Regions from separate parts of the Mus musculus genome. Here regions 1, 2, 3, 4, 5 and 6 are each linked to region 7. A link is a contact called in public HiChIP or PLAC-seq and promoter capture Hi-C data. All regions are on one chromosome and are shown on one strand. The core of a region is the stretch at or near the end of the contact, and the rest is flanking DNA. Distances in the headings are between cores, read along the strand shown.

Region 1 (3,395 bases), core at 849-3,348, 980 kb before region 7:
TACAATGAATGAATGAAGTAGATGGCCCCTAGAGGGTCAAATTTCAAACACTGGAATTACAAAGCCTGTTTTTTGATGGTGTGAAAAAGTAATGGCAGTTTTGGGCTTTTAAACCTAGAAGTGCTCACGAGTTCAATCCGTCCCCAAGTCCATGCCATCCTTTCAAATTTGCAATTAAGAAAGGGAGAAAATCCGGTCAACTCTCCTTGGGGGGTTGGTCTCAGGGGTAGAGGGTTCAAGGAGGGAGGAGGACGGAGACAGAAAGAGCAAGCCAATTTAAAAAAAAAAAAAAAAAAAAAGCAAAATTGCCCACCTTTCTTAAATTCTTCCAGCATAGCGTCCAACTTGGTGTCGTTGAAAACGAAGTGCAAAGGGTGATTGTAAAACTTGGTGATGGTTTTCAAGGGAGTACAGTCATCCGGATCCACGAAGGCCAAGTCTTTGACAAAGAGCAGGTCCACGATGTTGGAACGTTCTCCCTCGAACACCGGGATTCGAGTGTAGCCACTCTCCATGATCTCCGACATGGTGTTGAAGTCCAGGATAGCCTCGCCGGTTATCATGAAGCAGTCCCTGAGGGGAGTCATCACGTCCTCCACCGTCTTGGTGCGGAGCTCCAGCGCCCCTTGGATGATGTTCAGCTCTTCCTTAACGAGGTCGTTATAGGGGTCAGTAACCCGGAGCATCTCCAGCAGTTTTTCCCGGTTATAGACCGTGCCTATCTCCTGGCCCAGGACGCAGTCCAGCAGTTTGCTAACCGGATAAGAAGCGGGGAATGTCATCATCATGAAAAACTTGGTGAGGAAGATGGTGTTGGCCCCTACCGCCAGGCCGTGTCGGGAGCAGATGGCTTGGGGCACGATTTCTCCGAAGATGACGATGCCAATGGTGGAGACCACCACCGCCACAAGGCCTGAGCCCGCAATGTCGTCCAGCAGGATGGTGAGCGTGGTGTTGACCAGTACGTTGCCCAGCAGCAGCGAGCACAGCAGGTAGTTGCCCTGCCTGCGCACCGGCTCGATGCGCTTGGCATAATTCTTCTCTTTCTCCGTGCCGCAGTTTTGCACGATGCGCAGCTCCATCGGGTCCAGAGCCATGAGCCCCAGGTTGAGGCCGCTGAACATGCCCGACAGGCACAGCAGCAGCGAGATGAAGATCACTTGCAGCCAGAAGGGCAGCAAGAACTTCTTCTCCTCGCCCACTATCATCTTGGTGTCCTCACCGTCGTGGTAAATCCAGGTGGTCTCGGCCCACGGAGGAGGCGGGAGTCCGGCCACCCCCGCGCCACCCTTGCCCCCGACGGTGCCACTCGCAGACCCGGAGCCGCCGGCGCCTAGTGCGGGCGTGGAGAGAGACGTGCACAGGTAATAAGACTTGCTCTTCTCCATCTTGCGCAGCGGTTTAATCTCGATCTCGATGATGCCCGATGTGCGGCGATTGAGAATGATGTGGGGCAAGATGATGATGTCTGAGGTGCGGATGCCGCAGCGCTGGGGGCCGCTGTCCGGCTCCGGAGGCGCGGGGCCCCCCAGCCCACGCTCGCTGGGTGTGTGCCGGCGCCGCTCGTGCTCAGTGAAGGCGATGCGGGACCACGTCTCGTTGTTGATGTTCTGCCCGTACACCCGCAGCTTGACCCGGGTCCGCTCGCTCACCCGCAGAGCACCCCCTTCCATGAACGACACGTCGTTCGTATCCTCCAGCCGCAGCCCGATGATCACGGTCTCCTCGTTCTCGCCGGCCGCTGTGCAGCCGCCCGCTCCCCAGCAGCAGCTCAGCAGTAGCAGCGGCAGCAGCCGGCCCGCAGCTGCTTGCAGGACCCCCCGGCCGCGGGCACTGAGGCTGCGGCGCGCCGCCATCTTCCAAGTGGGCAGTGCGGCGGCTGCCTGCCCGCCCGCCATCTTTACTTCGGGTTCACAAGCGCCACAGCCAATCATAGGGTGGCTGCTCCAGCTGAGGCTTCATCCTTCCCACCCGGCGGCGCGAGCGCAGGCACCGGCGCCCGAGCAGGACTGCAACCGCGCGTTCGCGCCCAGCCCTTAGCTGTCCTTCTCTCTGAATGACACTGATTCGGACTGAGCCAGCTGAGGAACCCCCGGGCTCGAGGGAGGAGGGAGCGGAGGGAGGGGCGTGCTAGCCTCTCCCGCGAGAGGCAGGTCTGCCAGCCAATCAAGAGCGGGTGCCCGCCTTCCCAGCCAGGGGGCTGGAATGGGGGCGTGGTCGCAGTCGGCGTGCCGCACCAATGGCACGGGAGGTGGGCGGGGAGATGAGGGCCACTGTCCTCCTCTGCATGCCAAGTTTCCAACTGAAAGGCGCGTGACTCTTGTGTATGCGCGGGGAGGAGGCGTGGCCATCCCGGATGCAAGAGCCAGTCAAAGATGAGCGCTGTAGGGATGGGGGCGTGGTCTTCCTCCAGGCGGCCAATGAAAGGGAGCGGTCCGCGGGTGCGGCGCTCCCTGTGGGGTCTCTGTAGTAGATCCTCGCGCGCGGCTTGGCAGCCCTGCAATACTGCCCTGAGGCGCGAGGCCTCGGGTCCTTGCTGCAGGGACTTGCGGGCTCCACGGGGCTCCGTGTCGCCGCAGAATGGGCTGAGCCCTCCTTCCCTGGGAGCACCAGAGCCGGACTGGAGACAGCTTACGATGCACATAGCCTAAAACCAAATCGGGATACTAGTCAAGCCCCCCAGCCCACTACCCCTGCATGCGGTTCCTCTGGAGATTCGCGGTGACAGGGTGGCCCTAGCAACGCCGAGGACCTGCGGTCTCCGTGACTCTGTGAGCCCTCAGCTGCTCACGATCATGTGGCGCCACCTGCCGGCCCTCACGGACGACCTTTGCTGTTTTCTAGCTCTCAACAAACCTCTCAAAGTGTGGTCAGCTTCCCAAACTTTGTCATCACAGGGATTCTCCTGTAGTCCTGCTATAATCACAGAATGAGATGGACCCTATTTTTGGTTTTGTTTTGTTTTGTTTTGTTTTGTTTTTTAACGTGCACCCAGGCAATTTGGGGAAATAGGAAGGGGAGAGCAACCTGAGAAGGCCCATGAAAGCTTATTATGAAATGCACAGGTCAAACGCTGTTAGCTCCGGAGAAGATTCATTGTGGAGCACAGCTCACCAGGACTCTCAAGTCCATTGCATCAGACTAGATGCGGTAGCACAGTAGCTCCCAAACTGAACTTTCTGCCTCCCAACTGAAGCGCGTTTTAAAATGTTTTTCCTGATCTTACTTTGTATTCCATAAACACAATACTCTTCCTTTTTTGTGAACACCCACAGTGTTTTTTATAATTTCCAGGACGAGTGATTTCTGGGCTCATTTCAGCGGTATCCTCGCAATTCTCTCTTTTTTTTTTTTTTTTTTTTTTGTTGTTTTGTTTTGTTTTGTTGTTGTTTACA
Region 2 (3,373 bases), core at 61-2,560, 820 kb before region 7:
TTATTTTGGGGTTTTGGGTGTTTTTCTTGTTTTGTTTCTTGAAGAGGATATTCGGGAGAAAAATAAGATACGTATGTGAAAGGGCTGCCCTTGAGCTCTAAGGGGAAAGGTAAGAATTCTGCTAACAATTTCTGCTCTTCAGCGTGATGTGACGTGCTAAGCTGCACAGGCTGTCCCTGTGCCTGTGGAAAACAGACAATGATGGGAAGAAAGGGGAGAAACCAAAGGAAACGATAGAAGCTTTGCCAGATTTAACAGGGGAGGGGTGATTCCCCCTACAGCACCCCACCCAATCTGGCACCAAGAGTAACGCTTCAATTAGGGTTTCGAAACGCCAGCCCAAGCTAGAATCAGCATAAGCAGGCATCTCGGCCCTGGACTCAGGAAGAGCAAGCCACCCAGCAAGAAAAGCTAGGGTGCTCCACTTGCTGCCGATATTGGCATCGGAACCACCCTCTGCTCAAAAGCCCTGAGCTGGCTCGCTCGGATCAGCACTAGTGACTTCTTCCCAGGACAGCTAGCCTAACAGCACGGTTTTCTCACACTCAAATGTGCCCCTCCTCCTGAGGGGTTACTACTTCATCCCTACTATCTCCCAAGAACCTTACCTCCAGCAACAGCCCACCAACGTACTATGCCTTACAGCATTAAAAATAAGAGTCAGGATGCCCTCAGAACTTTTCCTTTGTCCAGCCTGAAATAAATACCATGCTGAGCCCTCCTCCCTCTGGGGCCAGTGCAGTAACCTGGGATCCCAGCACACACTGGTGTGCACACAGTCTCTGGCTCCGGACTCTACTGCGGAGCAGAAATAGGGCCCACGGGCGCCAGTGTGCGGCGATCTCCGCGAAGAGTCCTCCAGAGCACCTACCATAACTACCCTCTCAAAGGACCCTCAAGTCGCCTGGCACCATTGCCTCTGCCACCTTCTTGACATCCAACTCGTCACAGGTGTCCCTCAGCTAAACATCAACACCCCCACCCTTCACCTGGTCCACCTTAGCCATGGGCTTCCCTCCCGAAAACACTCAACTCCTTGCAAACAAACCTCTTTGAGACCCCCCTCCAACCAGGCCTCGACCGCCCCAGACCCCCAAGCTAGCCCAGAAGCCCTCCCCTTACCTGCGGGGGCTCAGCCCTCACTGACAGGGGGCTGGGCAGCGCCTGGAGGAGCAGGAGCGCCATGCCACCCAGGAGCCTTCTCCTCTCCATCCCCCTCCTGCTCCTGCTCCTCCGCCACGGCGCCGCCACCCCTCCTCCTCCCTCTCTTCTTCCCTCTGCTTCCTCCTTCCCTTCTTTTCCTGTTTCGCTCTGCCCTCCCGCTTCCGGCTCGGCTCCACCCCGCCCCAGGCAAAGGGCCCGCCCAGATGCAGGGGAGGGTCTCCAGCTCCCGCGCCTCATTGGCTCCTACTTTCTGTCCATTGGTCAAAAGAACTGTGAGTCAAATACCAGTCCCAGCCACCCTCGTGCTAGGTGATTTGGCCAATGAAAAGTGGGAGGAAGCTGGGCCATCTTGAATGCTGCGAGGTGCAGAAAAGTGCAGAGCGCCCCGCCCCGCAGAGAGTGGCGGAAGTAACAGGAGCTAGGGACACGACCACCCGGATGCATTGAAAAGGTTTACAGTATTTCAGTCATTTTGAGTGTGGCGGAAATGTTATGTTCCCACAGTTAAGTGGAGGTAAAAGAAAGAAAGAAAAAAAAAAGTGGTGAGGTATAATGATTCTAAAGCGTGCTTCCAACTGCAGTCTATAAGCCTTTGGTGCTTTTTGTATTAAAATAAGTAGAGGTAAAAGAAAGAAAGAAAAAAAAGTAGTGAGATATAATGATTCTAAAGCGTGCTTCCAACTGCAGTCTATAAGCCTTTGGTGCTTTTTGTATTAAATTACAGGAAGCCCTATTATCAGGATCCTTTTTCCAAGCTCACTACCCAAGCAGCAGCTTTGAGTCATTTGAGTCCCCTATTAAATAGCACCTCTCTTAGCGATAGTGCTCTGCTACCCCCAAGTTTCAAGGACAAAACTCTTCAGACCCTACTCAGAAATAGCTCTGAGACCCACCAATCATTGCTTCATCCATGTTATCTTCCGGCTAAATGAAAATGGCTTCCCTTTGCCCCTCCACACACCGCAAGGACAATACTAGTCCACACAAACCCACACATCACCATGTAGCTGCTTCAATTTGAGAATTCTTGTCCAACAGGGCAGGAGGATGTATCACTCTGTGGTAAATGGCTTGCATGGGCAAGGCCCTGAGTTCAGACCCTGGTATGGGCCATAAGGAACAGAGAAAGGGAAGAGATAGAGGGAGGAAGAGAGGGAAAAAGAAAGAAAAAATTACACTTCAATTAGTTACAGGATGTACTTGGCTAGTTTTTGATGTAGGGTCTCTTCCTGTTGTCCATACAAGCCAGAAACTAGGTAACTCAGGCTGTCCTCAAAGTTGTGTTAGTAGTTCCCATGCAAAGCCCTCCTGCTCATTATAACTGCTGTTCAACACCTTACAGGCCAACTCAACTAAATGGATAAGGGTTTGGCAGCGGGTGGGGGTGTGGCTGCTGCCGAACCGACCTTGGCTTTCTAGGAGGGACAGTGAAAGTGTTCTGGATTACAGTAGTGACAACTGTAGCACTTTGTGACTGGACTGAACGTTACTAAACCATACAATTTAAAGGGCTGGATTTGGCTAGGTGTGGAGGTGCATAGCTGTAATCTCAGCACTCACGACTGCATAGCCTGAGCTTCATCGAAAGGAAAATACCAATTTCATGCTGTCTGAGTTCCATTTTACTGTCTAAGTGGGTGTGGGGTTAAATCACAGCTGGGATCTCGGCACTCGAAGTCCTTTGGTACAACTGTGTGGTGTCAGATGAATGCTGGCAGCGTTATATCCTCGGGCTCCATCTCAGACCTACAGAACCGGAAGCTGGGATGAGCCTTTCCACCTGTTTTCACAACATCTTCGGATGACCATAGTGCACATTTTCCCCCTTTGAGGCAGGGCTGGAATATACTATGTAGAGCAGGGTAGACTCAGACTCATGAAGATCCAGCTGCCTCTGCTTCCAAAGTGCTGGGATTGATGGCATGTCCCATAGGCCTAGTATCTATTTCTAAAAGTCACAGTTGCGGGATAGGGGAGGCGTGTTAAAAGTCTACGGGACACATGCACAGCTTCTATCACATATTCTAGGTTTTCTTTTAATAGCCCATTAAGAAACGTAAAAATAAATTTTTGTTCCTAAGTGCACAAAAAAGAAAAAAACCAAACAAACAAACCCAGAGAGCAGGCAGATTTGACTATGTATGGCTCGCCAATTCCAGCCCTAAGACAATGTATAATCTACGCCGGGAGACCTGTGGAGCACCGACAA
Region 3 (3,956 bases), core at 571-3,070, 920 kb before region 7:
CCTCTGTCAGTGTCTCTAACTTCTAGGTCACTGGAATCAGAAATGAAAGCAACAGAAACCCAGCTTCTCAAATTACCATGAAGAAAAGGGGGAAGCAATTTCAAGGCTCAGGGAACGACCCAGAGGAACCTCTCCTTTTCCTCCAAACCTTTGCCTTACCTGGACCTCAGTCATGTCTATTCCGGTGACATGTCCCTTCTCACCAACCAGCTGGCTAAGCACATAGCAATCCCTGCCACTCCCACTACCCAGATCCAAAATTCGGCAGTTTTCCAGCCGCTCAGGAACAGTCAGACCACAGCCATAATACCTGAGGGATGGAAATGACGTCTTTCAAAAACAGAGACTAGAAAGTTCTCAGACGCTAAATCTACACTTCCTCCACGTCTTCCTCAGCCATCCATACGTCTGTCTCGTCTCTCTCACTCAACAGGGCCACGTCTGCCCTAGCAGCATTGTAGGCACCGTGCAAGGTAGCAAGACTTAAACCATCTAAACTAGCGGTTGAATAATAAATCTATCTAAGGCTGCTGAACAATTCAAACTCGGGACCTGAGGACAAGGATTCTGGCCCTCACGTGCACACACTGTAACGTGGGAGGTAAAAACTACAGTTTAGAAACCCCTTTCTATGACTGGCATTGAGTGCCACCAGGAGTTAGGGGCTGTAGTAGTCAGGAGAAGGCTTCATGACCCCAGTAGGACTTCAGTGGGGTGGAGAGGCAAGGGGTAAGGTACCCTCTTTGATAACTGCTCTCTGGGTGGGCAATACTGTATCAGAGAAGGGCAACGTCAGAAGGAGCCACGGCTGATTAGAATGTGTGGGCCCATCTATTAACCAACTTGAATGTCTATCTGGGGCCAGGGAACTTGAATGTCTCCTGCAATGGGCAAGGATGCAGGACATCGATGAGGGGTCCTCGGCGGAAGAGCAAGAAGTTCGGTGCCAAGCCTTGTGGGTATCATCACAGTAGTTAGGGCAAGCAGGATGTCCAGCAGAGATGGTTAAATTTCCCATAGTGGTCACTATGGGAAAATTGGTAGTCTGGAGGCTTCCAGGGGACAACACACACACTCTACCTCGAACTAACGTCTTCGTGTACATTCTGCAGACTTTCCCGGATGTAGCTGGGGACCGGCTTGGCTCGCGTGACACAAGCATTAGTCTGGAGGTCTGCAGATGTCTTCAGTACATTCCCATAGTAGTTCTGACTCAGCAGCCACGGAAGAGAAGCCAGGAGGAAGAGGATTGACGTTAACTGTTTGCAGAGCTCCAGGGCTCCACTACACTCCTAATTACAGAAAATTACAGCCCACTGGCCTTTGCTCAAGGCAAAAATCTAACCCCACTCCTTGGCCTGCTGCGGGCGTGGTTTGGCCTGGCTTCCCCCAGAGTGCTCCGCGCCAGCAGAAGCTGCTTATTGGCAGGACTTCTATAGGACCAGCGAGCCCACATAGCCATTCCCTAGGACCCTCACCTGAACGTCCTTGTGGATCTCATCAGCGTCTCGGGAAGCAGCCACTGACAAATGGGAGAACAGAGGTTAAATGCGGTCACCACACAGAGAACGACAGGGCTGAAGCCAAGATGGAGGGCGAGCAGGACACGGCGGGGGGGTGGGGGGGACCCGCAGCCTGCTGGGCTACCCAGAGTTGGGGGTAGGGTGGGAAGCGCTGTGAGCCCGTGGGAAGGCAGAGGTCAGAGGGGACTGGCCAGAAGACAGGAGGGACAGGCACTCACTGACTCACGATCTCCACGTCCAGGATTCCCTGTCCAGGATTCCCCTCAGCCCGGCTTTCGAAGAGATCGCCGAGGCCACGCCCCCTGGCCGACCTTCAACCCCACAGCCCTGCAAGACCCTACGGAAGCCTCTTAGCTATACACACCCCTGGAGTCTGTCACCTTGGTGGCTTTGAGTCCTTGTGTCCAAGAGAATGGTTTTATTGGTTAACGTCCTCCTTTACTGATTCACTGAGTTTCATTTGTAAATCTTGTGTGTGCCTGTGCCTTAGGTAAACACCCATATCTATTTTCCTCCTTCTGGAATGAAACCATCGGCCTGGCCCTCAATCTGTCTCATAAGGTTGTTCATTGAGATATCACTTAGGCCAGTGATATTCACCTTTCCTTAGCGCACAGTTCTGTGAATTCAGACAAACGTGCACATGACAGCCACCAGGTGTTAATTCCAGCACTCCAGGAGACAGACAGGTGACCGAAGCTGGCAGAACATCCAGTTCGAGGCTGACCTGACCTACAGATCGAGTTCAAGGTCAGCCAGGACAAACAAACTGACAAAACACACCACCACCACCCAAACCCAAAAACCTCCCAAAGAAACAAAAAGCTATTCTGTTCCCACATGTCTGTCTTTTTACATTGTTTTGTGGGTGCATATGACCACGGTGCCCATGTGTGGAGACAGGTGACTCCCACAAGTTAGCTCTGTCCTCTACACTGAGTTCTGAGAATCCAGCATCAAGCTTGTGTGGAGAAATGCTTTTAGCTTTTACAGCTAAGGTCTCTATTCCTGCACTTCTTCGCATGTCTTACTTGCTTTGTGGTTGAAGCAAACATTGTCATTCGCCAAGATAAGGAAGGCTACCTTATCTTGGTCTACATGAAAGGATGTCTAAATAAAAAGTGGACTTCTTTGAAAGTATCCTGTTTCCAATCCCATTGATCAATACAAAAAAAAAAAAAATCCATCAAGAAAGTTTCCAAATTTCCTGCTAATTGTTATTGGAAGTCAATCAGGTGACAGAGAGATGGCTCAGTGGATAAAGGTGATCATCACCAAGGCTGAAGACTTGATTTCCAACCCTGAAATCCCCATGAAAGGCAACTCCTGCAGACTGTCCTCTGATCTCCACACACAGACCACAGCATGAGCACATACATGCATAAATAAATGTAATGTTACAAATGAGCCAGGGGCTTGAATGGCATGGCAGATAGCTCAGTGGCTAAGAGCACTGGCTGCTCTTCCAGAGGACTGGGCATCTGGCACGCACACACTGGCACCCATTCAGGCAAAACACCAATGCAGATAAAGTAAGAATAAGTCTTTTTTTTTTTTTTTAAACACTGGCAATTGTTGTTGGGATGTTTTTAAAATAGGAGATGTGGGTTTTTTTTTTAATGACCATTTTTATCAGCAGCAAGTTTTAGACTCGTAGAACAGTTCTCCAGAGACACAATTTTCAAAGTGTTCTCCCTGTAGAGTGAGCCCTTCCAACCATGCAGTTCCTTCCTCCTTGTTGCCTCGGGCAGAGGATGCACTCACCAGCGCTGCTCTCGCTCAGAAGACTCACTTGATAACCACATCCACAGAACCACAGTGAGCCACCCACTATCACCTCTAGCTACTGCCACTCTGCCTTCACACTGAGCTGATTTTGAATTGGACGCTGACCAGCAATCATTCTGACTAGTCAGTGCCACGGTTTGAGTTTTGGTTTTTGGCTTTTGGGGTGCTTCCTAGTGGTCAAGATTGAACCTTGGGGCTCTCGCTCTCTTGCTTACTCCCTTCCTCTCTTCCCTCTCTGTCTCTTTTCGCCCCATTCCCCTCCCCCACCTCTCTGCTCACTCATGGCCAGCCTCTCCTCCTCCTCCTCCTCCCTGTCCTCTTCCTCCTCTTCTTTCTCTCCCCCCCCCCCGCCTTTCTCTGTCTCTACTACCCCCTCAACTCCCTTCCCCATGCCCTAAATAAACCCTATTCTATACTAAGAAAAAAAATTGCCCCTTGGGTCTCATTTATGCTAGGGAACTAAGCTGCACTAAACTGCACATAGAGTTCCTGTGTTCTGTGTGTCATCTCTGCTGAAGAGCGGGCTTTCTACTTAAGCTCTTCTATCAAACTGTATCTAAAAACATTAGCTTTCTCGTCGTTGTTTTTGGTTTTTTGAGACAGGGTTTCTCTGTGAAGCCCTGGCTGTCCTAGAACTTGCTCTTT
Region 4 (3,443 bases), core at 278-2,777, 790 kb after region 7:
CCTAGGTCAGAGGAACCGCTCAGTGCGGAGTAAGGGGCATTCGTGGGTCTCAAAGACGGTGACACACTTGTACACAGTGTAGGGCCAAGAACACAGGCATTTATAGGAGTCATGTGCATGCACACACACATATACAGAGAGAAAGAGACAGAGACAGAGTCAGAGACAGAGAGAGAGCGCACAAAGGGCCAAGGCCACATAAGGTTGTTTACCTGTCATCCATCCAGTGGATCATATATCCTCAGAGGTGAACAAGCAGGGCTAGATATTCAATAGGACGGTCTTGTTCACACACATTTGTAAAGGGGGCATTCACACAGAATTGTTGCTATTGGGCCAGGCATAGTGCACACATGTATTCTGAGTCCTCAAACACAGTTACATTCGGGCAGAGACAAGTAAGTACTCATGACATGCATAAAGGGGTCTGACTTGGGCTGCAGGCTTGGTGGCTGACAGTGTCTGCTGGGGTCAGATGCACGGCTGAATCCTGTCTCCTTTCCTGAAAGTCCTGCTCTCTCTCTCTCTCTCTCTCTCTCTCTCCCTCTGCCACCCCAAGGGGTGTGTGTGTGTGTGTGTGTGTGTGGTGTGTGTGTGTCTTCTGACCTGGAGTGAATGCCTGTAATGGAGAATGGCTAACCCAGGGAGGTGGAGGAGGAGGAGGAGAGGAGATCCTCGAGTTTAGCAAATGGAAGGTGAAATGCTATCTTAGCAGCCCTCTTCCTGCCCCGCTCCACACGCCCCCCTCCCCATCTCCCCCAGATTGCATTTCTAGATCTGGAGAACTGGGCTAAAGCGTCCAGCTCCATTTAACCTGTTGGGAGGGCCGAGTTAATGGCCAGGGGGTGGAGCATGCCACCCCTCCCCCCAGTACTAAGCGGGTTCAAGGTCTCCAGTTCACACCCCAGACTTCACTCCAAGTTTGGGTTCCTTCCCAGGGTTTGCCCGCTGAACTCTGATCATCTTCTGTTAGATCCTAGGGTGGAGAAAACTGGGGAGGGGAGGACCCCTCCCACAGGATCAATAGGCTTTCAACCTTCATCCCTGATGTCCGTCTGCCTGGGGTTAGCGGTATTTGCCTCTGTCCACTAAGATGGAGATCTCTTCAGATTTGAGGGTGCCTCTCCCTTGTCTTCCCCACCCTCCACCATCCTGGACAGTTCGAGGTTTTCTCCTTTGAACAGATCTAACCTCAGTATCTACTGCTGCGGCTCGAGGACAAGCTCTCCTTCGATCCCGCCGGACGCCAGGAGACATGACCCAGATCCTGGGGAACACTGTTCTCCACGCGGGTCCCGGGCACGCTGGGCGCCCCCGACTCCGAGAAGGCCGGTCTGCGCCCTGCGCGACCCGAGGCCTGGCCCGCGCCCCTCTAAACCCTTTTATGCGGGATTGGGGGTCTCGGCGGTGAAAAAGGCCTGGCTTAGCTTGGAGGGTGGAATGGATGCGGACAAGGCTTTGCCCGGCCGCAGCCCCCCGCACCGCCACCGCCCGCACTCCCCGCCTCCCTCACCTTTGCGCTGGGATCCGGGTCCATAGAGACAGCGACGTGCGGCTCGCGGCCCCACAGCACCAGCTGCAGGAGGAAGGGGCTGCGGCCGGAGCGAGGCGGGGTGGAGGCGGAGCCGGGGGTGGGGCGGGGGCCGGAGGCGGGCCAGAGGCGGGGGCGGGGAAGGGTGCCCGCCCTCCTTTGCGACCCCCACCACGCACAATAGACCCGATTTGTGGGAGATGCTCGAGGCCCACGGCTCCTGGCGTCCCCTTTCTTCCAGGCTCAGTCAGTCTGAGTATCGCCCGCCCCCTGGTGGGGGGGGGGCTACCACCGCGTGCGCCCTAAAACAGGCTGGTCCTACGGATCTGCTTTGGTCCTAAGACCCCTCCCATTTACCTACTGCAGGGACGCGTAACCCCCGGGTCCCGGAGTCTTGTACTCTGCTCTCTAACCTGTATCTCACTTCTTGCAAAACATGTTTGCCATGCCCTCCTGCCTTTGGTCTATGGAGCGGGTGTGCTGATGGGGACGACAGTATCAGATTTCTGCGTAGCTCTTGGTTCCCAGTTCAAGGTGTGATTCCTCACTCCCTGCTCCCTCCAGGCTATTCAGTTTGAGGTCAGAGTAGGTGAGATGGGGCCCTGAAGGGATGAAAAGACAGCATACAGAGAATGCTCTTTATGCACAAGAAAGCCATGCCACTACGTATGGATCACTCAACAAATCTCAGTCCAAACCCGGGCTCACCTCAAGGGATTGCGTTTATCATTTTCCATCGTCATTTTACCTCCAAACTTTCAGTGTTCCCAGGTATCCAAAAATTCTGTGCTTGCCAGGTTCAGCCTTCTTCCCTAACTCCTTTACGATGGTCTTCTCTGAAAACTCCGGCTCTCCTTTCCAAGTGCTATTTAGAGCGAATCGAGGGCTGGGGTTGGGGCTCAAGGGCACAGTGTTTGCCTAGCATGTAGGACACTCTGGTTTCATCTCCAGCATCACAGAAAAGCAAAAACAAAAGCAACAATGAACTCGGCTTTAAATCCTAGTGAATCCTGACCTCTGGCCTTGACCTCTCCACCTTTCAAAAAGAAAAAAAAAAAATCCGTGACGATAATGATGGGCAAAGAGGACCAAAATACGAGTCTAAAAAGCAGACTCTTGCATGTGCCTAGGAATTTAAGTCGTCTTCTAGTGGCGTATGAAACTGATGAGAGCCTGGGAAGAAACTTTCCTCTTTCAAGATTCCCCAGAGCTCATACAGTTTGGCACTCAATCTCATACAATCTCAGAATTTGGACTGTGTGTGTGGCTGCAGACTGCTAGACAGAAGGGCCCAGATCACACTTCCACCCCCCTGTTAGAATATCTCCTGGCACTCTGCAAACAGGATAGTGTGTGGTGCAGCGGGGGAGACTGGGAGAAATGTTTTCATTAAAAAGTGCACACACACTTTAAACGTTTATTATATTCATTGTGTATGAAAGCGCATGCATGCATGTGGGACCCCCCACCCCATGTGTGATATCCTAGAGGATAAATTGCAGGGAGTCTGCTCTTTTTCCACCATGTGGGGCCTAGGTATCAAACTCAGAGGTTGTCAGGGTTGGTGACAGACACCTTGTCTGCCAGACCATCTCACCTGCCCAAGCCAAGCACACACTCTATACACACGTTGCTCTGGTCCACTTCTTTTTCTGTGCCCCCACCCCATGCTGAGGAAGTAGTAGTTTCATTTTATAGCTGGGGAAACAGGTTCTAAGCAGATTGTAACTTGTTTTGAACTCTGTTTATGGAGGACAGGATTGGAGAAGTCTAAGAAGGGTGGGCCAGGCAAGTCTGGGGAAGAGGACTAGAATAGACAGGCTCGTCTGATGGAAGGAGAAGGGACATACAAAAGGTTGGTGGGTTTGATCTGGCAAGAAAGGGGAGTTTTTAGTGGAAGACAGAGGGGAGA
Region 5 (3,537 bases), core at 76-2,575, 740 kb after region 7:
AAGACCAGAACCAAGAATATAGCTTTCCTGACGCTGTGGCCTGATGCCAGATTTACGTGTGTGTGAGTGTGTGTGTGTGTGTGTGTGTGTGTGTGTGTGTGTGTGTGTGTGTGATTCCCCAGCAGCAGCTAATCTGGGGCAGCTATCTTGAGCTCCTGCTATAGGAGCACAGAACATGGATAACACACCCAAGCCCTTTCCAGCTTCAGGCCCCAGCTGCCCCAAGACTTAGATAAAAACTTCCAAGGCTGTTTGGAAAAATGACAGAAGGCAGCCCACACTCAAGCCCCTGATTGGAGGAGACATTAGGCACCTGAGGGCTGATCCGTACCAGATCTCAAACAGCACTGGAGTGGCAGCCATTTGTGAACATGTGAGCACCCACATAGCCTCCTCAAACCCACTTGCTTCCACTCCTACACAATAACTCCGGGCTCTCCCTGGTCCTGGGTTGAATAGAACTGACGCAGGCACCCACCCAACTCTCTCTGAGCCTCAGAAAAACCTCAGGAAAGGGCGAGATTCAATGGATGCCCCTCCGCCCAGCACAAAAAGGAATGCCAAGAACAGCCATCTGGCTGTGTTAGGCAAAAATCCTGCAGAGTGACTAATACCCTCCAACCCCACTTCCTCCCTCACAGTAGACACCGTCCCCACCCGACTTTCACATACTTATACACAAAGACAGGCACGCCCTCCCCAGCACACAAACAGGTTAGAGTCACACTGTATACACTAGTCAACCAACCAGAGTACCGTTACACACACACACACACACACACACACACACACACACACACACGCTCAGCCATATCTATCAGTTGCAGACATTTGAAAGCATGCCTAACACACAGCCTCAACCAACCCCTCCTTGTGCCCTACAGATCCTAACAGACCACGCAATATGGAATTCCCATAAGAGAGAGCACCTCTCTCAAGGCAAGCCTTCTGTTCTGAGCCCAAGCCCTCACCCCTCCACTTTGCTGATTCCCAAGGCAGCAGGCACTCACGCTTTCCGGGGTTTTCAGCCTCTAGAAGCTCTCAGACCCGCCTTCCTCACCGCTCTCCGCTTTCCTCCCAGCCATCACCGAGACGTCACGCGTGACGCTGAGCAGCAGGGAAGGGCGGGGGCTCCCTGAGCTCGTTCGCCTGACCCACCCCCCCTCTTGGCAGAGTTCCGAGACAGTGGATGTCCAGAGTGATTCTCCCAGACCAGGCCGTTGAGACCAAACCCGACCCAGTCCTGGGAAGCAATTCTGGCCTCCTTCCCAACCAGGGAGAAAAGGGGAGGAGCCGCCCCACTTGCCTCCTTCGCTTGCAGTCCCTTAGCTTGCCTCTGGAGGCACCCACCCCCGCAGCACCCAGTCTAGGTGCACTGGGTGCGGGTGAGCGGCGTGGAGGGCGGGCCTCTGAGGGTGCAACGCCCGGAGGGATTCGGATTACTGCTTGTTTACTTGATTGCTGCCTTGGCAATGGACTCTCCTTGCTTGCACCCTGGTCTGCTACTCCAGGTCTTAGAGGCTCCTTTTGCAGATCCTCGTCATTCGCATCTCTTTCCAGCCACATTGTTGTGGTATCTGTGCCCCTTTTGTGTTCCCAGTCCCCTTTGCCACCTAATCCCCAGCTCCACTGTGCCAGCAATTTTTTGTACCCCCAACACTTATCCGTACACAAACTGACGCCCCAGTCCTAGGGATGTGCACGGCCAAAGTTTCCCGTGATCTCTGCCTGCATCCAAGCAGGCGCATCAGAAAGATTCTTCTCCTAGTGGCCTGGGATCAGCTGCTGTATCGTGCGGCCTTTCCAGAACAGGGTGTCTCCGAAGGTGAAGAAGGCATTACACACACACATCCCTTATCCATCAGCACCCAGGGCACAGCGGCGACACAGCCATGTTCCAGCTTTCCTTCCTGCTGATCTCAGGCTCAGGTTCAGCTCTTTCGTTTGTGACATTCTCCCACAGAGACCTTAGGGATGACTACGGAAGGGATGGCAATTTCAGGAAGCTAGCGTGGCCCGGAGAAGACGTGATTCTAGTAGCCAGTGGAACCCAGCCAGTTCCAGAGCCTGGGTTCCAACGACCAGTTGGGGTTCAGAGTTGGGGCGGGCAGAGCCCAGAGGTATCAGACAGGTGAGAAGCTACAATCCGGACAGGCTACCAAAGGTGCTAGAAGAGAATGACTGGCGGTCTCAGCAGCCAATGGGATCCCAGGACCGCGCAGGGTAGCTCTATTCCAGCAGCTGCGCGGAGCGTGGGCGGGGTCCTTAGTTCACTGTATCGCGCCCGCCAGCGGGCGACAAGGGCAGCGGCGGCACACGGGACCAGGTGAGGTGGCCAAGTCCTAGAGGTAGCGAGGCAGGAGGTCCTACATGGGGGAGTCTGTTTTTTGGTTTACAGAAATGCTCTAGAGGGCGTGACCCCTGGTTTTGCACTAGCGATTTGTGGGGCTCTCTCCAGAAGATCACTCAGTCCTGGGATAGAGTCTTGCAGCGACTTTAGACTCACAACTGCAGCCTGGAGCCTGACATTCACCTGGGGGTGGCGGTGGGGGGCAAGCTCGACCGCAGCTATCCCAGGTCCTGAAGTCCAGCTCGGGAGGCTAGCCCCTACCCATATACATATACACACAGGAAAGATGCTGCAGTAAACTGTGTGGCACCCATTCTCCTCTCTCTCTTTAAAACTCAAGAGCCTGCTGTGACCCCCATCTCTACTCTCTGAGTGTCAGATGAGGACCGGAGACTGGGTGGATGACTCCATTGAGAATAGCAATGGAGGAATGGAGGGAGGAATGGAAGGAAAGTGTCCCAATGGCCTTGTAGAAACAAATCCCCAAATCCAAGATGGTGCAGAACTGGGCCGATCTCCTCTGGGCCCAGGATGGGAGAGGGGGACAGGATGTTCAAGTCAGGAGGAAGTGCAGAAGCCAGGGTAATGGGACAGCACTCATCCCTCTCCCCAAACCCTGTTCTTCCTACACAGATCTGGAAGCCCTACTCCTAAGAAGCATTCAGACTGAAATTGCATCAGAAAGATCCCTCTCTTCCAAGTGGCCTGGGATCAGCTGCTCTGTCTTGTGGACTTTCCAGAACAGGGTGGCCAGAAGAAACACTATTTTTCGACTCAGCGAGATCTGCCTTACTAAGACTCCAGCCCTACTGAGAAAGCTCATGGAGCCTGGAAGACCAAGAGCCAACCTTCGGAGGGCAGGCAGACTCTGTCCGGATCTGTAGGGCACTGCCCTAGTCTCACTACTATGGCACGTGGTTTCACGGTAGGCTTTGACCCACTGGGTCTAGGAGAACTCAGCTCTGGCTCCCTGAGCTCTGTCTCCTCCCGAGGCCACCTGGGCAGCGACTCAGGCTCCACAGCAACACGATACCTGCTGAGGAAGCAGCAGCGCCTGCTGAATGGGCCCTCCCGAGGAATTCGAGCCTCCTCGCCCATGGGCCGGGTCATCCTCATCAACTCCCCCATCGAAGGTGGGTGTGGGGCCCGGGAGTGACTTGGATGGGAGCACTGAGGACAACGGGTAA
Region 6 (3,658 bases), core at 930-3,429, 850 kb after region 7:
GCACCAGGCACACACATGGTGCAAATATACATGCAGCCAAAACCACTCATTCACATAAAAAATAAGTAAAATACTTAAAACAAAACAAAACTTAAGATACTTTTACAAAAGCATCATACTACCTAAGTAAAATAAAAAGGAAATTGGACAGTTAACAAGTAAAAAAAAAAATCAAACAGCTTTAATAATATGTACGGGTTACTACACACTAACATGGGCATACAATTATTTCCTGAACCTATACTCTGATCTGTTCATGCATGTTTGAAAGAGAGCCAACAAGCAGTATCCCTGAACATTCCTCCACTGAGCCAGTACTCAAGACGGCAGCCTGAGCAATCCAAACCCAAGGCTGATCTCCTTCTCTAGTGTACATTTTACTGGTAGCATTAGAAGAGCAGTGACCATCTTTCCTGGTTTACCTAGACTCCACCAGTATGTTGAGAGAACCTAAATGATGAGTGACAGGTTATGGGAGAATACATGCATTTGTTTACAGAAAGTCAATTACATTAGGTAAATTAACTCTACCACTGAGTAAAGGAAGAAATACTAGTGAAGACACATGATGTGCCTATTTCTGGCAGTGGAGAGGTGCAAAAGAACCCAGAAGCAGCAAATTAAAACCAAGATATACTTATATTTTTACTAAAAATTAACATCATACCCTTCCCCTAAAGTATTAAATCTAATACTACTCTCCAATACACCTGAATGGAAAAATGACTTTTGGTAAACCATGAAACTATAAACGAACTCTGTAGAGGTAAAATAATTGTTTCCTAAGTTCAAGCACACAGAAATATCCATTACTTATGTATAACTGGTTAAAAAAAATTATGACAGTTTTACAAGCCTTTAATCTGAAAGTGCTGGAACCAAACGTGTTAGAATTCTCAATTTATTGGATTTTGGAGGGGAAATAACTTGAATGTATTATGTGCAGCCCCCAGCAGGATCTGGCGCTGCAACCTGTAGCCAAAATATTACTATTTCTCCAGCAAAGCTTATCAACACTCACACTCAGTACCACCCACAAACCTTATATTAGCTCTGATCAACCTGGCTTGGCTGCCAAGGCGGCTGTGGTAGGAAGCAATGAAAATAGTTGTTTTTCACAGCCTTCTGTCCTTCAGAATTAAGATAAAGGATTGTGAATCTGTGCTACAATATTAAAGCATAAACTTAAAACGTCTGTTACCAATTCTTAAAAAAAAAAAAAAAAAGACAGTACCAAGTTCGTAGATAATTTGAATGTTTTATTGTCAGAGGATGTCATATGATGAAATTCTCCATCATTACATAGCTCCCAGAAAATCCTTACCATATAAAAAAAGAAAGGAAGAAAAAGGAAATAGAAAAAGAAAGGTCTGTTGGTGAGGGAGAAAGTCACTCAAAGAGAAAACAGGCGCATTCCAAAAATGTTTTTAGTATGAATGGTCGTGTACACTGTACTATTAAGTAATTCGTGGGTTTTCCTTATCACATCTTACATAATTAAACTCAAGAAACCACCAGGATCAGAACGATCTAAATAGAGGCTTCGAGAAGGGAGGGCCCCAGGGCAAGCGCTCGAAAAGGAGAAAAACAACCTTCTACCTAAAGCGGGCTCTCCGCAGCCATCTAGGCTGGTGGTCACTAGACCAAAAGCAACACCTCAACTACAGAAAAGGAGACTTCAACTCCCAGAAGCCCCCGCGCGGAGGCGGGGCGAGGGCTTGCAGGCCCCAGAACATCAAGGCCTGAGCTCGCTGAGGATGGCGGGAACTGAAGAGCAGCCGTCCGTAGTCCTCCCCTATACCCGTGCCCCCGCGACCCGGCCCCTTCTCAAGCCCTCTGCACTGTACCTGTCCCCAGGACTCTCTGTTCTTTTTCCCGCTGCAGCAGGGGCGGTACTACCGGGTCTCAGATGGCAGCGCGGGGGCGACGACCCCGGGGCTGGGGATGAGGGGAAACCTGGCCTAGCGGGCATGCAGCGCCTTGTCATGTCGGCGCCGCTGGCGACGGCGGCATGAGCTGTGGCTGGAGAAGCTGGGTGCGTGGTTGCCGTCTTGCTGCTGGGACTCGGGGAGGCTGTCGGTGCAGAGGTGGGCGGCACCCCCTACTCTCTTCATGGCGGTTCTCTCTTCGGAAGTGACTCCGGTGTGAGCGGGAAGGAACCTGAGGACCATCAGGGGGCGGGCCTTTCTTGAGGTGCCGCGTCGCGATTGGCTGACCTGAGGGTCACTCTGGTGGTAGCGCAATAGAAAGCCTCCGCCTGCCGGGAGAGGGCGGGTTTTTTGGAAGGGGGAGGGGAGATTGAAAACTGCCCTCCCCGGGCCCGTCACGTGCGCCTGGGGCGCGCGCCTCCTCGTCGGGGCCGCGGCGGCCTTGGCCGGTGCGTGGGAGTGGGAAAGAAGAGGCAGTGGCGGGTGTTACGACAGCTGGCGACAGCCGCCTGATCGAGGGCTAGGGGTGAGATTTGCAGAAGTAAAACCGAGCCTGCAGCTGTCTGTAGTGAAGATGGCCAACATTTGTGACGATTGTGCTACAGCTGCCCTAATATTTCATAGTCACTTTGGCATCTTAGGCCAAAATGCTGTCACCATTTCCTTTCTGTTCCTTCTCTTATAATGTGATTTGACCGTTCTGTGAGGGATCTTCTATACTGTGATATAGTTGTTCCGTTTTTTTGTTTTGTTTTGTTTTGTTTTGTAAGGGAGGGGGCGGGGGAGCACTCAGTCATTGAATTAGACATTTTTATTCTGTCAAAGCGTTTTGTCTCTAATGGGTTTCCCCATGAAGTCGCAGCACATAGACTTCTTTTCCTTATCAGTAAAGGACTTGTGCTTTGAAGAGGCTGTTAGGTTGGATTTCTTTAAGTTTTTATTTATGTATATGGTGCTCAATTTGCATGTATGCCTGAATGACAATAGAGCATGAGGTTGTGAGCCACCTTAGGGTTGGTGGAATTGAACTCAGGACCTCTGGAAGTAGCAACTAGTACTCTTAACCACTGAGCTATCTCTCCAGCTGGGTTTTTTTGCAGACCGAGGAACTGGTCAGAGTAATTTAAAACTTCACTTCCCATGTGTATAGAATGGGTATAGTTACTCACTTCTCTGGGTAATTTCCCTTGTCCCCCCCACTTCCCCCCCCCCCCCCCACACACACAGGGTTTCTCTGTATAGCCCTGGCTGTCCTGGAACTGACTGTAGACCAGGCTGGCCTTGAACTCAGAAAAATGGCCGGTCTCTGCCTCCCAAATGCTGGGATTAAAGGCGTGGGCCACCACTGCCCATCTTCTCTGGGTAATTTTAAGTAATAAAACCCAGCAATGTAAACAGGTTTAGATTCTCTCGTGTAATTGGTACAAATACAAGATTCTCTTTCCTTTGGGCTTCAGATTTCCTGCAGTACCCGGCCAGTTTTTTTTTTTTTTTTAGGGAAGGCTTGTAATCCTATTGTAATCCTAGTACTTGGGAGACGGAGGTGGAGGGTCAAGAGAGAAGGCCGCGGCTGTGCTGATAGTTCATGGTATAAAGGAACTTGCTTTCATGACCCAGGACCACATGGCAGAAGGAGAGAACTGATTCAGTGCGGTGAGCTATCCTATGACGTCTGTCAGCGTATACACACACGAAATGAATGCAATAAAAGATATCTTTTTAAAGAGAGA
Region 7 (3,721 bases), core at 118-2,617:
GCTACATATGCAGCTAGAGACACGCGCTCTGGGGGTACTGGTTAGTTCATATTGTTGTTCCACCTATAGGGTTGCAGACCCCTTCAGCTCCTTGGGTGCTTTCTCTAGCTTCTCCATTGGGGGCCCTGTGTTCCATTTTATAGACTGTAAGCATCCACTTCTGTATTTGCCAGGCACTGGCATAGCCTCATACAAGAGACAGCTATAACAGGGTTCCTTCAGCAAAATCTTTCTGGCATATGCAATAGTTTGACTACTTTCTTAACATTGAACATGAGAGGTTTGTTCCCAAACAGGGCAGATTTTTTTTTTTTTTTTTTTTTTTTAGTCTTTTTGAGACAGGGTTTCTCTGTATAGCCCTGGCTATCCTGGAACTCACTTTGTAGACCAGGCTGGCCTGGAACTCAGAAATCCGCCTGCCTCTGCCTCCCAAGCGCTGGGATTAAAGGTGCGCCACCATCGCCTGGCTGGCAGATCCCTTAAGGAACCAAAATGTCAAGTGTACTCTGAGGCAAGCCCTTAGAGTACAGGAGGCAAGCCCTTAGAGGCAGGGTTTCCTTGGAAATGCTGATGCTAAGGCTAAAAGGGTCATGTCCCTTACGCACACCGCACACTCTCCATCGCCATAACAAACTCGCCTTCCACTCTCTTCTACTTTTATTAGACGTTTGTTTTCCCTGTGCTTGGAATGCAGTCTTTCTTCTCCATACGTAGTCTGGTGAATTTCATACCACAGCCTCTCCCAAAACAAACGTAGGGCTCAATCAGGCAGAGACGTAACAGCAGGTTTTAACCATATTATGAGGTCATAATGGTCCCAACAGCCCAGGATGAGGCAAACTCAATAAAACAGTTGACTGCTCAATTTAAAACACGGTTAACTCCGAAGACAGGATAGAAGAAACAATGAGTCAGGACAGAGGCGTGAGCTGAGCTCCTTGGCATGGTGTCTTCACAGAAGCAGACGTGGGTCAGGCAGCCCCGATGAGCCAAACTGGTACAACAATCTCCAAAGTAGGTCAGTGTCTCCTACCACTTTAAGAACTAGAAGTATCGTCCCGGCGCCTGCGCATTGAGAGGGTAAACACCTCCTTTCCGCCCCCCCCCCCCCCCTTCCTCCCAAACTCCCCGGCCGGCCGCATTCTCCCATGTTCCCCTCCTCCGGGTGGGGTAATGGTCCGACCCAGAGTGTGGCGCTCATCCCGGAGGGTGGCGAGCCAAAATGGTACGTCCCACCGCCGCACACCTCCGCGGTGTTCACGGCGCCCTTTGTCCTTTTTCTCCCCTAGCAAATAAAGCGCAATGGGCTTATCCCAAGGAAAGGCGGGGGAGCCGGGCTGGGGACCGGTCTGAGCCGGTCTGTAGCGCAGGCGCAGTGCGGATAAACAGGAAGCGGGCGGCAGAGGCAGCGGCAGGAGCTGCTTAGGGACTCCGGTGGGGGAAGAGAGCCGGAGACGCCGGGCTGTCCGGAGGGCGGCGGGCGTGGAGGACGAGCGAAGGCGCCTCCTCGGTCCTCCTTCCGTGGAGACGCGGCGGCTGCCTCGCCCTCCGCTTAGGCTCCCGGCTCCCAGCGCGGGGCGAGGCAGCGGCTGACAAAGGGCTCGAGCCGGTGCCGCCGCCCTTCTCATCCGGGCACTCCGGGCCCCCGCCGAGAGGAAGGGGGAAGGGCGGAGGGGGAGGGGAAGGAGCCCCGGAGGCGCGCGTTCGGAGCCGCGGCCCCTTTGCAGGGCTCCGGGCCTTTGGCCCAACGGACCGAGGCCGAAGGGGAGCGGTGGCCGGCGGCAGGAGGATGGTGCAGAAGGAGAGCCAGGCGGCGCTGGAGGAGCGGGAGAGCGAGCGCAACGCCAACCCTGCCGCCGCCTCGGGGGCTTCGTTGGAGCAGTCGGTAGCTCCCGCCCCCGGAGAAGATAACCCATCGGGAGCCGGGGCTGCGGCCGTGGTCGGGGCGGCCGGAGGGGCCCGCAGGTTCCTGTGCGGTGTCGTGGAAGGTGAGTTGGCCTTCCAGTCCCGCGTAGGTGTTCAGCCTCCGTCCCCGGGAGGGGCGTGCTGGTGACTTTTCCCGCAGTTCCCCGCCCCCAGGACGGGAGGCGTCCGTCATTGCTCACACGGGGTTACGGGGAGGAGACAGACGGTGGGCACACTTCTTTACCCTCCGCTATGTCACGGCTTCGGCGACTCCGGGCTATGGAGGAGCCTGACCCCACCCTCCTCTGGCTTAGAGCCACACAGATTTGTCGGAGGAGGAGGCGGTGGCAAGGAAGGAGCCTGTGGTCCGGCTGTGGGCTTCACTTCTTTGTACCTTGGGATCTTAGTCCGCAGAGATGCCTGCTTTCAGTTGAAATTTGTGCAGCGCTCCCATCCCCCGCCCCTATCCTTGTAAGGGGAAAAAAAATCAGCCCTCACAGGCACGTTTTTACCCGTGAAGGAGCGCAGTCAGCTTATTATATTACAGATTCCTTCAGGCTTAGGAAATTGTTTTGTTTTTATTTTTATTTATTTATTTTTGTTAGCCTGTAAGCCTCCTTCACCTCTTAAGACTCACTTGTAGCCCAGAAAAGTATCATCCTTTAACAATTGCTGTTTTTTTGACTTGGGAGTGTGTGTAAATACCAGTATATCATATCTCAGAGCATCTGTTATGTGGAGTTAGAATTCAGTGAAAGTCTTAATTTCTGTCTTCTCATTTACAGTTGAAAAGGACGAGGGCGTTTTGATAGTAAGGGAAGATGCCGGAAGATCTTAATTACAATTTCTGAAATAGAATGGGTGGATACCGAGCTCAGGAAAGCTTAGTTCTTCCCTAAGCACTCCGTAATTTGAGTTTTCTTATGGATTTTTTTGTTTGTTTGATTTTTGTTTTGTTTTTAGTGGCAAACTCAACGTTTTCTAGTTTCTTTCTCTATTATTATTATTATTATTACTGGGGAATATAAAAACTAGTACTCAGGACTGAAGAGATGGCTCAGCGATTAAGAGCTCTTCCGGAGGTCCTGAGTTCAATTCCCAGCAACCACATCCATGGTGGCTCACGACCATCTGTAATGAGATTCGATGCCCTCTTCTGGTGTATCTGAAGACAGCCACCGTGAACTTGTATATTAAATAAAATCTTGTTTTTTTTAAAAAAACAAACCAAAACATTTTAAAGACTAATACTCAAGCCAAAAGGGATAAAGTTAGGTTGGCCTCCTGGTTGAGAGCTCCAGCTTTTCCACTGTCATGGAAGACCGAGGTCGTAGGTCTGGTAGTTGAGAAAGGTTAATTGGAGGGAGAATATTCTTGGCAGGAAGACATGGAACAGCAGGGCAAAATTTGGGGGAGCACCGTTGTTCCTGGAGCCCAGATTTATGAAAACATGAGTGCTTTGTGCGTTATACATACTGGGCTTGCTGGAGTACAGACATTTTTAGGGGGAAAAAAGTGGAATTTTTTTTTTTTAAAGACATCATCACAGTTTTATTTCTGACAGAAACCATGGGTCTGAAACGGGTTATACAGAGTGCTAAGATCTTCCTGACTACCTGTTGTTCGGCTCGGCAATCTTCTGTAAATGAGAAAAGATGGAAGTCCTATTTGTGGGCAGGTCTCCTGTAGCCTAGGTGATCAGGAGCTGAAGCACAGAACGACCTTAAACTTGTTATCTTCCTGCCCTTGGAGTGGCCGAGATTGCAGACCACCATCCTACTTTAGGTGTAAGCTTTTGCTGTTGCTTTTTGTTTTA

Evidence for each region. HiChIP or PLAC-seq counts read pairs in DNA pulled down with a chosen protein or histone mark. Capture Hi-C pulls out chosen DNA fragments and counts their contacts.
Region 1: a contact with region 7 is called in a promoter capture Hi-C map of liver, with 2.8 times the contacts expected there. The contact joins the promoter of Cnnm2 here to the promoter of Oga in region 7. A contact is called at or near these places in 2 of 39 promoter capture datasets (liver and neutrophils), 1 of 115 datasets of contacts at active chromatin or transcription factors (pancreatic cancer cells) and 1 of 9 other capture datasets (liver).
Region 2: a contact with region 7 is called in an HNF4G HiChIP or PLAC-seq map of pancreatic cancer cells. The contact joins the promoter of Wbp1l here to the promoter of Oga in region 7. A contact is called at or near these places in 4 of 39 promoter capture datasets (cranial neural crest, liver, neutrophils and 1 more) and 2 of 115 datasets of contacts at active chromatin or transcription factors (memory CD8 T cells and pancreatic cancer cells).
Region 3: a promoter capture Hi-C map of pancreatic islet shows a contact between it and region 7. The contact joins the promoter of As3mt here to the promoter of Oga in region 7.
Region 4: a FOXA1 HiChIP or PLAC-seq map of pancreatic cancer cells shows a contact between it and region 7. The contact joins the promoter of Sema4g here to the promoter of Oga in region 7. A contact is called at or near these places in 3 of 39 promoter capture datasets (hippocampal neurons and liver), 1 of 484 Hi-C or Micro-C datasets (cortical neurons) and 2 of 115 datasets of contacts at active chromatin or transcription factors (extraembryonic endoderm stem cells and pancreatic cancer cells).
Region 5: a contact with region 7 is called in an H3K4me3 HiChIP or PLAC-seq map of bone marrow-derived macrophages, with 4 times the contacts expected there. The contact joins the promoter of Sfxn3 here to the promoter of Oga in region 7. A contact is called at or near these places in 9 of 39 promoter capture datasets (the 3T3-L1 cell line, the C10 cell line, the HPC-7 cell line and 4 more), 7 of 115 datasets of contacts at active chromatin or transcription factors (astrocytes, bone marrow-derived macrophages, effector CD8 T cells and 4 more) and 1 of 9 other capture datasets (macrophages).
Region 6: a contact with region 7 is called in an H3K27ac HiChIP or PLAC-seq map of extraembryonic endoderm stem cells, with 4 times the contacts expected there. The contact joins the promoter of Slf2 here to the promoter of Oga in region 7. A contact is called at or near these places in 8 of 39 promoter capture datasets (the C10 cell line, cranial neural crest, embryonic stem cells and 4 more), 6 of 484 Hi-C or Micro-C datasets (LSK cells, embryonic stem cells, gonadal supporting cells and 3 more), 3 of 115 datasets of contacts at active chromatin or transcription factors (extraembryonic endoderm stem cells, memory CD8 T cells and pancreatic cancer cells) and 1 of 9 other capture datasets (adipose tissue).

The regions. Positions count from the first base shown.
Region 1 is chr19:46,760,312-46,763,706 of GRCm38.p6, reverse strand. It overlaps Cnnm2 (cyclin M2), which reads right to left and starts at 2,098. Exons shown (of 8, transcript NM_033569.3): 1 at 314-2,098. The coding sequence starts at 1,934.
Region 2 is chr19:46,597,043-46,600,415 of GRCm38.p6, reverse strand. Wbp1l (WW domain binding protein 1 like) reads right to left here and starts at 1,310. Exons shown (of 5, transcript NM_001177812.1): 1 at 1,123-1,310. The coding sequence starts at 1,212.
Region 3 is chr19:46,705,322-46,709,277 of GRCm38.p6, reverse strand. As3mt (arsenite methyltransferase) reads right to left here and starts at 1,820. Exons shown (of 11, transcript NM_020577.3): 1 at 1,742-1,820; 2 at 1,479-1,522; 3 at 1,081-1,208; 4 at 160-310. The coding sequence starts at 1,742.
Region 4 is chr19:44,987,428-44,990,870 of GRCm38.p6, reverse strand. It overlaps Sema4g (sema domain, immunoglobulin domain (Ig), transmembrane domain (TM) and short cytoplasmic domain, (semaphorin) 4G), which reads right to left and starts at 1,527. Exons shown (of 15, transcript NM_011976.1): 1 at 1,514-1,527.
Region 5 is chr19:45,045,364-45,048,900 of GRCm38.p6, reverse strand. Sfxn3 (sideroflexin 3) reads right to left here and starts at 1,325. Exons shown (of 11, transcript NM_053197.4): 1 at 1,011-1,325. It overlaps Pdzd7 (PDZ domain containing 7), which reads left to right and starts at 3,129. Exons shown (of 16, transcript NM_001195265.1): 1 at 3,129-3,483. The coding sequence starts at 3,258.
Region 6 is chr19:44,929,640-44,933,297 of GRCm38.p6, reverse strand. Slf2 (SMC5-SMC6 complex localization factor 2) reads right to left here and starts at 2,179. Exons shown (of 20, transcript NM_001081225.2): 1 at 1,848-2,179. The coding sequence starts at 1,987.
Region 7 is chr19:45,781,199-45,784,919 of GRCm38.p6, reverse strand. Oga (O-GlcNAcase) reads left to right here and starts at 1,367. Exons shown (of 16, transcript NM_023799.4): 1 at 1,367-1,988. The coding sequence starts at 1,790.